Linked DNA regions of Zea mays: region 1 is linked to region 2. Evidence: chromatin contacts called from public Hi-C data. All regions are on one chromosome and are shown on one strand. Each heading gives the region's core, a stretch centred on a gene start, on an enhancer-like site or on the middle of the called end of the contact. The rest is flanking DNA. Distances are from core to core; before and after follow the strand shown. Region 1 holds the start of LOC103649964 (5'-3' exoribonuclease 3). Region 2 holds the start of LOC103649959 (probable serine/threonine-protein kinase PBL7).

Evidence for each region. A called contact is a pair of places that touch in the nucleus more often than the background predicts.
Region 1: a contact with region 2 is called in a Hi-C map of ear, with 2.9 times the contacts expected there. The contact joins the promoter of LOC103649964 here to the promoter of LOC103649959 in region 2. A contact is called at or near these places in 2 of 25 Hi-C or Micro-C datasets (ear and tassel).

Annotation. Positions count from the first base shown.
Region 1 is chr3:37,885,470-37,889,107 of Zm-B73-REFERENCE-NAM-5.0, reverse strand. It overlaps LOC103649964 (5'-3' exoribonuclease 3), which reads left to right and starts at 1,972. Exons shown (of 23, transcript XM_008675656.3): 1 at 1,972-2,400; 2 at 3,233-3,335. The coding sequence starts at 2,197.
Region 2 is chr3:37,288,954-37,292,825 of Zm-B73-REFERENCE-NAM-5.0, reverse strand. LOC103649959 (probable serine/threonine-protein kinase PBL7) reads right to left here and starts at 1,576. Exons shown (of 5, transcript XM_008675652.4): 1 at 1,077-1,576. The coding sequence starts at 1,173.

The DNA.
Region 1 (3,638 bases), core at 723-3,222, 600 kb before region 2:
TTGCTTCATAAGGATCACAAACATCTTTGTCTCACCTTTTGAAGCAAACATAAATCAAACCCTATGACTTGTACCATATCACCATATATGAGATCAAATCATGGATTTAAGTCACCTTACTGATGCATCAACATGTTATAACTCTTCATAGCTAATTAGTTTATCGACTTAGTGCAAGTACTCTCTTCTTCACCTTAGCCATGGTACCTCGGTCCACAAGCCGTCGCTTGGCCTTCACCTTCGCTTAGTTCCTCGAAGCCCTTTCCTTGCTATCTTCACCCTATCAAGCCATTCTTGAGTCACATCATATTGAGCATCCATTAAGAGAATCATTTCTTCAATATTGTGAACTTTGCTTGAATGTCTTCTAGATATAACTATTAAGATCAATCAAGCTCTAGTTTGATTCTCATAGGAGCATATATGGACTGATAGTAATATGGTCAAGCCAATTCACGATTCCTCATATCTTATTTACTTTGGCTTGACCAATCCTCTTAATCACTTCATCCTCTATTCTGATCATATGTATGTAGTGATTTCTCAGGTCTTGTCCATATATATTCAAACCAATACAGAGACCATATTATATCCATTTGCATTGTCTCATTGGTTATTTAACCTCGTGTTGAACCTTTGTTCACTGATCATTATACACTATTCAAGTATGTTCATCATACTGAATTTCCTGTTCGACACTTAGCAAACTTGTTAGTCTTTTAAATGTGTTGTCATCCAAATCACCAAAACTCACAAAAGGGATGAATGCACTTTCAGTATCCACTTGCTTATGGGTTTATTGCATCTGAAACAGAAGATAATTGGACTTGGTTTATGAATTAGCTTAAGATCGCAACTATAGCTGCTACTACTACAATCACGAGAACAATCCATCTGAGTGTTTCTACAAATGAAGTTGCATACATCAACGATTCAATCTATGATTTTATTAAAAAATAAAGTTGATTAAAATATGAACCGGATGAAACACAAAACTAGAAGGATTAATAATTTTCTTCTTGGTCTGCGCATCAGAGCCAAATACGACATCTAAAGAAAAATAGTGAGCCATGACGTCCAACCACCTTTTCCTCCATGAGCAGCTATGAAAACAACAGGGGCTCGAGCATGCACACACTTGTGATGCGTTTGAGAACTAGTGGAGTGAGCGAGAAGGATATTCCAGGGAGAGTGAGAGGGAGGGCACCAACCCGAAGGAGGGAGGCGACGACTAGGGTGACATCCTCGGTGAGGTCGACCGCCTCCCTGCCGGCGACAACTCTATTTGTGCGATTCCCTTTTGTTGTTGTGTCTGACTTGTATACGGGGAGAGAGCTTGTGTCTATCTATACGAAATGTAGAATAAGGGTAAATTGGTCCTTTGAAAATCCAGAATGTAGAAAAAAGAAAAATAAAATTATTAAAAGGATAAAATGTCAAGTAAATCAATATGTCAATCTTGGGGGGGGGGGGGGTTAAATTTACGGTGTCAATCTTTGGAGTGTCAATTATGCAAAGTCACTTGTTTAGAGTGTCAAAAATACAAATTTCTCCGGATGGAAAGGCAAGCCAATGAACAGAACAGAGAGCCGCAGAGACGAAAAATAGGAAGGGGTAGTGCGGTCACTTTAGGAGATGAGGGGAAAATAAAAAAACAGAAATAATTAAAAATGCGTGAGAATACTATTTGGAGGAATAAGATTACTTATAATACTATTATAAATGATATAATGTTGTAGGTACTACATTCTTTCACAAATATATGACACCATTGATTTTTTTGAAAACTTTAACTACTCGTATTATTCAAAATTTTTATTCAACAATGTAAAATTTTTCGTCAAACACAAACTATCTTAAGTGATAAAACAAATAAAAAAATAAATGATAACTTATTATTTTTTAATAAGATGAATATTTATTTTTTTTAAAAATCAACAGGGTCATATACTTATAAATGGAGAGAGTACTAAATAGGAGAAGCCTAACCAAAAGAGTGCTATAATAGAAAAAAAAACTCGATGGACAGACGTCATAGACAGATTTTTCGTTGCTCGACTGGCCCGACAGATGAGTCCGTCTCGACAGTGACCGGACCTCTTCGTTAGGGTTTCGCGCCTCTTCTCACCGTCTGCCTACTACTAGGGATAGACCTCCGGCAAGGCCTCCCTCGCGCCGGCGGCGTCAGCAGCGGATATGGGTGTTCCGGCGTTCTACCGATGGCTGGCGGAGAAGTACCCGATGGTGGTGGTGGACGTGGTGGAGGAGGAGCCCGTAGAGATCGAGGGCGTCAAGGTGCCCGTCGACACCTCCAAGCCCAACCCCAACAGCCTCGAGTTCGACAACCTCTACCTCGATATGAACGGAATCATACACCCCTGCTTCCACCCGGAGGACAGGGTAAGTACGACTTCTTCCTTCCTCCTCCCTCTCTATTATTGGTTGGGTTGCTTCAGGCTCTGTTTGGAACCCCTAAAGCTAACAGTTAGCCAGTTAATAAATTATTAGCTGGGTTGAGCCAGCTAATGAACTAATTGTTAGTTGTGAGGTAGCTAACAATTAGCTGAGGCTTTTTGGAACCCAGCAACTAATTTTTAGTAGCTAACTATTAGTTTTAGAGGTTCCAAACAGGGCCTTAGGCGTTGGAGAGATGCGGTAATCCGGCTAGATGCGTTTGCGGTAATCAGGTAGGTTTGTGATTGGACTATTGACTAGTGAGAAGTTGGAGGAGGGAATTGGTTATTTTAGCTCGTACGCTGCTAGTATCTGATTGCTGCTAGAGAAATGAGCTGCTAAATTGTTTTCCAGTCATCTCAGAGTCATTGAGACAATGACGCAACTCATCCCGTTTTTCAAAGTAACGTTTATCTGAATTGTACAGATTTATTCTGTTTCTGTTTGCTAAACTGCAATGGAAGCAAATTGCCAACAAATAGTTGCCTTTTTGGAGCTATTTATGTTGATGATTTTGGACCAATTTCAGTTAGCAGACTGTATGGTATTATTTCAATATCTATAGGTTTAGTGAAAGGAGCAGTGGTAGCTGCCTCAACAGTCAACATCAGCCACAAACCAGAGAGGAAGAAAGAAAAAGATACCAATACGATAAAAAAGCACTAAATCCTTTTTATTGGAACTATTTGCTTTATTATCTGTAAAACCATGTAACATTAACTTAATCGTCATTTATTTTCCTTGCTGATTTAAATGTTGACCATGGTTTTCTCTGTAGCCCTCCCCAACAACATTTGGTGAGGTTTTCCAGTGCATGTTTGATTATATCGACAGACTATTCGTCATGGTTCGCCCCCGGAGGCTTTTGTACATGGCCATTGGTACGTGGAATATGCTGAGGAAATTTATTGCACTTCTACCTATTTATTTTTACTGCTGTGTGGATTAGCTGAGTTTCTCTAGTTGTATGATCATGTAGAAGTCATGATTCTGTGTAATTCTATTGTGTATACTATGTGCATGTGGATTACCTTGTCATAACTATGTAAGTGTTTGCACCTTATGGATGTTTGTTCTCATCTGTAATAATTCACGTCTGCCCTTTTGGAATGAGCTTATCTTATAAATTCAATGATCAATTTAGTTCTTATACCTGTAGTATTTGATTTATTGTTGCTCATAAT
Region 2 (3,872 bases), core at 327-2,826:
CCTGATCATGTCTATCTTGTGTGCACTCCACACGTGTATGCACTTGACACGGCATGGTCTCTAGTGCTGGGAATTGAGCTAAGCCGGACCAAAGGCCATCGTGTTTTAGGCCTAACGGGCTCAAGTTAAGAAGGCCTAAATTTTTTTTGATTATACCATGCAAGCCTAAATAGTAGAAATAGTGGATCAGCATAGCCCTAAAGCACGTCATGCCTACGTTGGACCGTGCCGACCTAAGCCTAAGTATATATTTGAATCACATAAAATTCAAATATTACAACCACATAAAGTCTATAGCTTACTAAATTAACGATATTAAACAATGCTAACGTCATTTGACCACATAAAGTTCAAATATTACAACGATATAAAGTCTATAAATTACTAAATTAAAGAAATTAAACAATATTAACTTTAATAGGTTATGTAGATCCAAGCCTGACTCATGTGCTCGTGCTGGCCCAAAAAGTCTCGGTCCATATTCTCAGTGACAGTCTCACACACCATGACCATGAGTATGTAACCGCTCAAGGCAACAACAGCGTACTAGTCTCACACGTTTTGCTGCTACGCACTTGATCAGCCACAGCCTATTGTTTCTAGCTACACAATGGCAAGATTAAATCTAACAGCCTTGGTTGCTAAAGGAATTCGTCCGCGAGGCTGGGTGCCGTGTGATAAAGAAAAGGTTGACCATGCTATTCAGAATAAAAAAAAAAGTTCATGATGGCTGAGTATGAGTACAATTCTTCACTCGCGTAAATAAACAACTAAAAACCGGTTACGCTACCAAGTTCACGAATCAGTAGACTTGGTTTTATTTTCATTTTGTAGAATTAAACGTCCCTCTGACAGCAAGCGCGAGTTCAGCTTCACAGGAAGCATGGTACCGGAGTATAGTATCAGGGCCACACATACCGCGAACAAGCTAGTATCAGAACGAAGCACCAAGAAACGAGAATTTCCTAGCCAGACGAACTGACGAAGTATGCTTGCTACAACTAACGAAGGCAAAAGCAGGAAACATAACGCAAGAAAGAAAGAATTTTTTTTGAAGCATGAGCATCGCCCGTCACCTGAGGCGACCTGGTGGTTGATTCTGAACTGCTCCCCCTCCTTCTCGTCGTCGTCCCCGTCCTGAGGGCATCGGCACAAGCACGCCAAGAAGCCCATCTCTCATCACCCGAATCAACGCCTACAGCAGGAGAAGGAGAACACGAAGCAAAAAAAAATCCCCAATCCTGTTAGGCTGCTGCTGCTGCTGCTCGGACGGGGGCTTTGGGTCGCCGGGGGTATCAACAGAGGACTCGCGCAGCTGCCGAGGAATGTATCAATTTTTTTCCTGGTGCGCCCAGAAGGAGATGGGGGGAAAAGCGGAGAAGACTGATGAGGATAGCAGCGTGCGGCCTAAAAGATTTGAAAACATGTTAAAAAAAACCGACGGAAAGCGGAGGACGGAAAACGGCGCCGAGGGAAGGCGGAAAAGTCAGCATCGATGGGACGTCGGAGACTCACTAGTGGCAGGAAAGATTAATTGCTAATTGAAGGGGTTTAGTATAGTTTTGCTTGACGAATTGTGAAGGTATAGTTATGTATGGAGTTGTTTATTTGGGGTCAACCTATAAAAAGTAGGTACACGAAGGACTCTTGTTCCAATTTCGAGCCAAATGCGTTCGTCCAAAACACTATTCCCTGTACTGTTTCAGGAAACTAAAATACAATTTTTTTTAAAATAAAGACTTTGTGAATCAAGTGCGGATTTTCACTCTGCACTGCAAAAGTCCATAGAACAACACGTACATCTAGAGAAACACGAGCGAGCAGGCCGGGTCGTTTTTGGTACTCGCTTTGAAAATCAAGTTAAAAAAACTCATCTTATTATTAGTCACCAGTGTGGTAAATATTGACTGCTGGTCAGTTAGAAAACAACTAGGACGAACGGATCATTTTTTTCCGTTAGGTTTTTACTTTGTTCAAAAGGTTTGGCCCATCTCCATCACTACCATAGCACCTAGTGCGGCAGGGCAAAATGGGTATTTTATCTAAAAGAAAGGATAGCTTTTGGTTGGACAATAAAGGGGGGAAATGTGTGATTATATTTTTCTTACACGGATCACAAAAGGTTGCTGTTGTTATCGCTCACATAGACCGTTCTTTACAGTAAAAAAAAGACAGCACTCCCAGAAAGGATGGGGCATGTAGTTGACAAGTCAAGAACGGGTGACGGGTCGCTACAGTGCTACGTGCATTACGGTTAAGCTTATCCTTATCCACCGATTAAGACATGGAGCAGGAGCGGGTTTAGAGCGCCATGATTCTACTAATAAATACGTATATCCATTATTGTTAGGCGTGCTTTCCAGCCTAACCCCCGTTCCACCCTCACCCTCGTGCAGACGGGCCCAACTATGTTCGGTTCTACCCCAATCCATATGGATTGAGAGGGATTGAGGGGGATTCAATCCCTATTAAGTCAAAATCCCCTTCAATCCGTATCAATCCCCTTCAATCCATATGGATTGAAAATAACCGAACAAGCCCTCGATTGTTATTGAACGACGACAACCAACCTGCTGCATCCGGAGGACACCCAGGTGCGCGGCCGCACCGTGAAGGCGACCTCCGGTGCCACTGTTGTCCGCGTGCACGGCGCGAAAAGGACGGCCATTCGGGGGGCCCGGGCAGGCGCCGCGCGGCGAAGGGTGTGGACTGTGTGAACCGTGGTGGGGTCGGCAGATCCCGGCCGCCTTCTTCTAGTATGTCCCGGGTCCCGGGGCCCGTTGTCTGCTCGTCGGCTTTTCAGAGCAAGCAGCGTGTCCCGGTGGCCTTCGCGCGACGCCACCCACCCACCTGTCCGGCGCCCGCGACGCCCGGCTGCCTGCCTGCCTGGGGTGGAAGTGGACGCACAGTGCCATACTGGACAAGAGCAACGCACCCATTTCGCACTGTATCGTTCGGAGTTCGGACAGTCGGCAAGACGCAAGATCGGTTGCAGTTGTATTGTTGTTTTCGCACGTGAATGGCTGGCTACACGGGGCCGGTCAGTGACTGGCGGTGGCACACGATAGTGAGACATCGTACGGCGCTAGGGCTCGGGCTCATTCTTAGTGTTGAGCCGGTCCGAACCGAGCCGAGCTGCTGCGAGTCCGAGCCAGCTCGTCGAGCTCGAGGTTTTTTTCCAAGCCCTATCGTACCCCCAGCTGCCTTTTCTTAATTTGGATGGTTGGTTTACGTTATTATATATATTGCACAATATAAACGTGTCACACCAGGTTCTCCAGTCGTGTGCCGTATTAGTAAGCGGGGCCAGAAAAGGGCGCGGCTGCTGGATGGGCCAGCGAACAGAGGTTGGGCTACCTGAATTTTGACCAAATCCTAGTGTTTGGGACCCGGCCCATGAACTTCAGCTGCTACCAAATAAAGTGCCGTGGTGCTGCACGCCCAGCCTTTGTGTTTAGCTCAGGTTGTAGACAAATACTTCTACTACTAAAAAACACTAACCAAACGGGTAAACATATAGAATCATCAATAAATAGATATATATATATATATAAACACCAGCTTTCCCGTATTAGCCATTTTACAGCTCACAACTGAACTAGATAGGTCCACACTTTTCTCTGTTCCTGAAACAACACAATTCTAGCACTCGTGTGTTGTCCCAAACACAGAATGCATGCTATTCTAAAAAATATATATTATGTATAGGTATACAATGCAATAAATGCCGAGTTTACGGTCATTTACTCGTGTTTAATCAGAGAATCAGAAAAGGAGGTACATGTGTCTTTTTTTTATTGCGGGCTATTTTTTCTTCGACACTAACTATACATTATAAATCCTGAGCTTTCAATAACTAGAGGAAGCTTTAG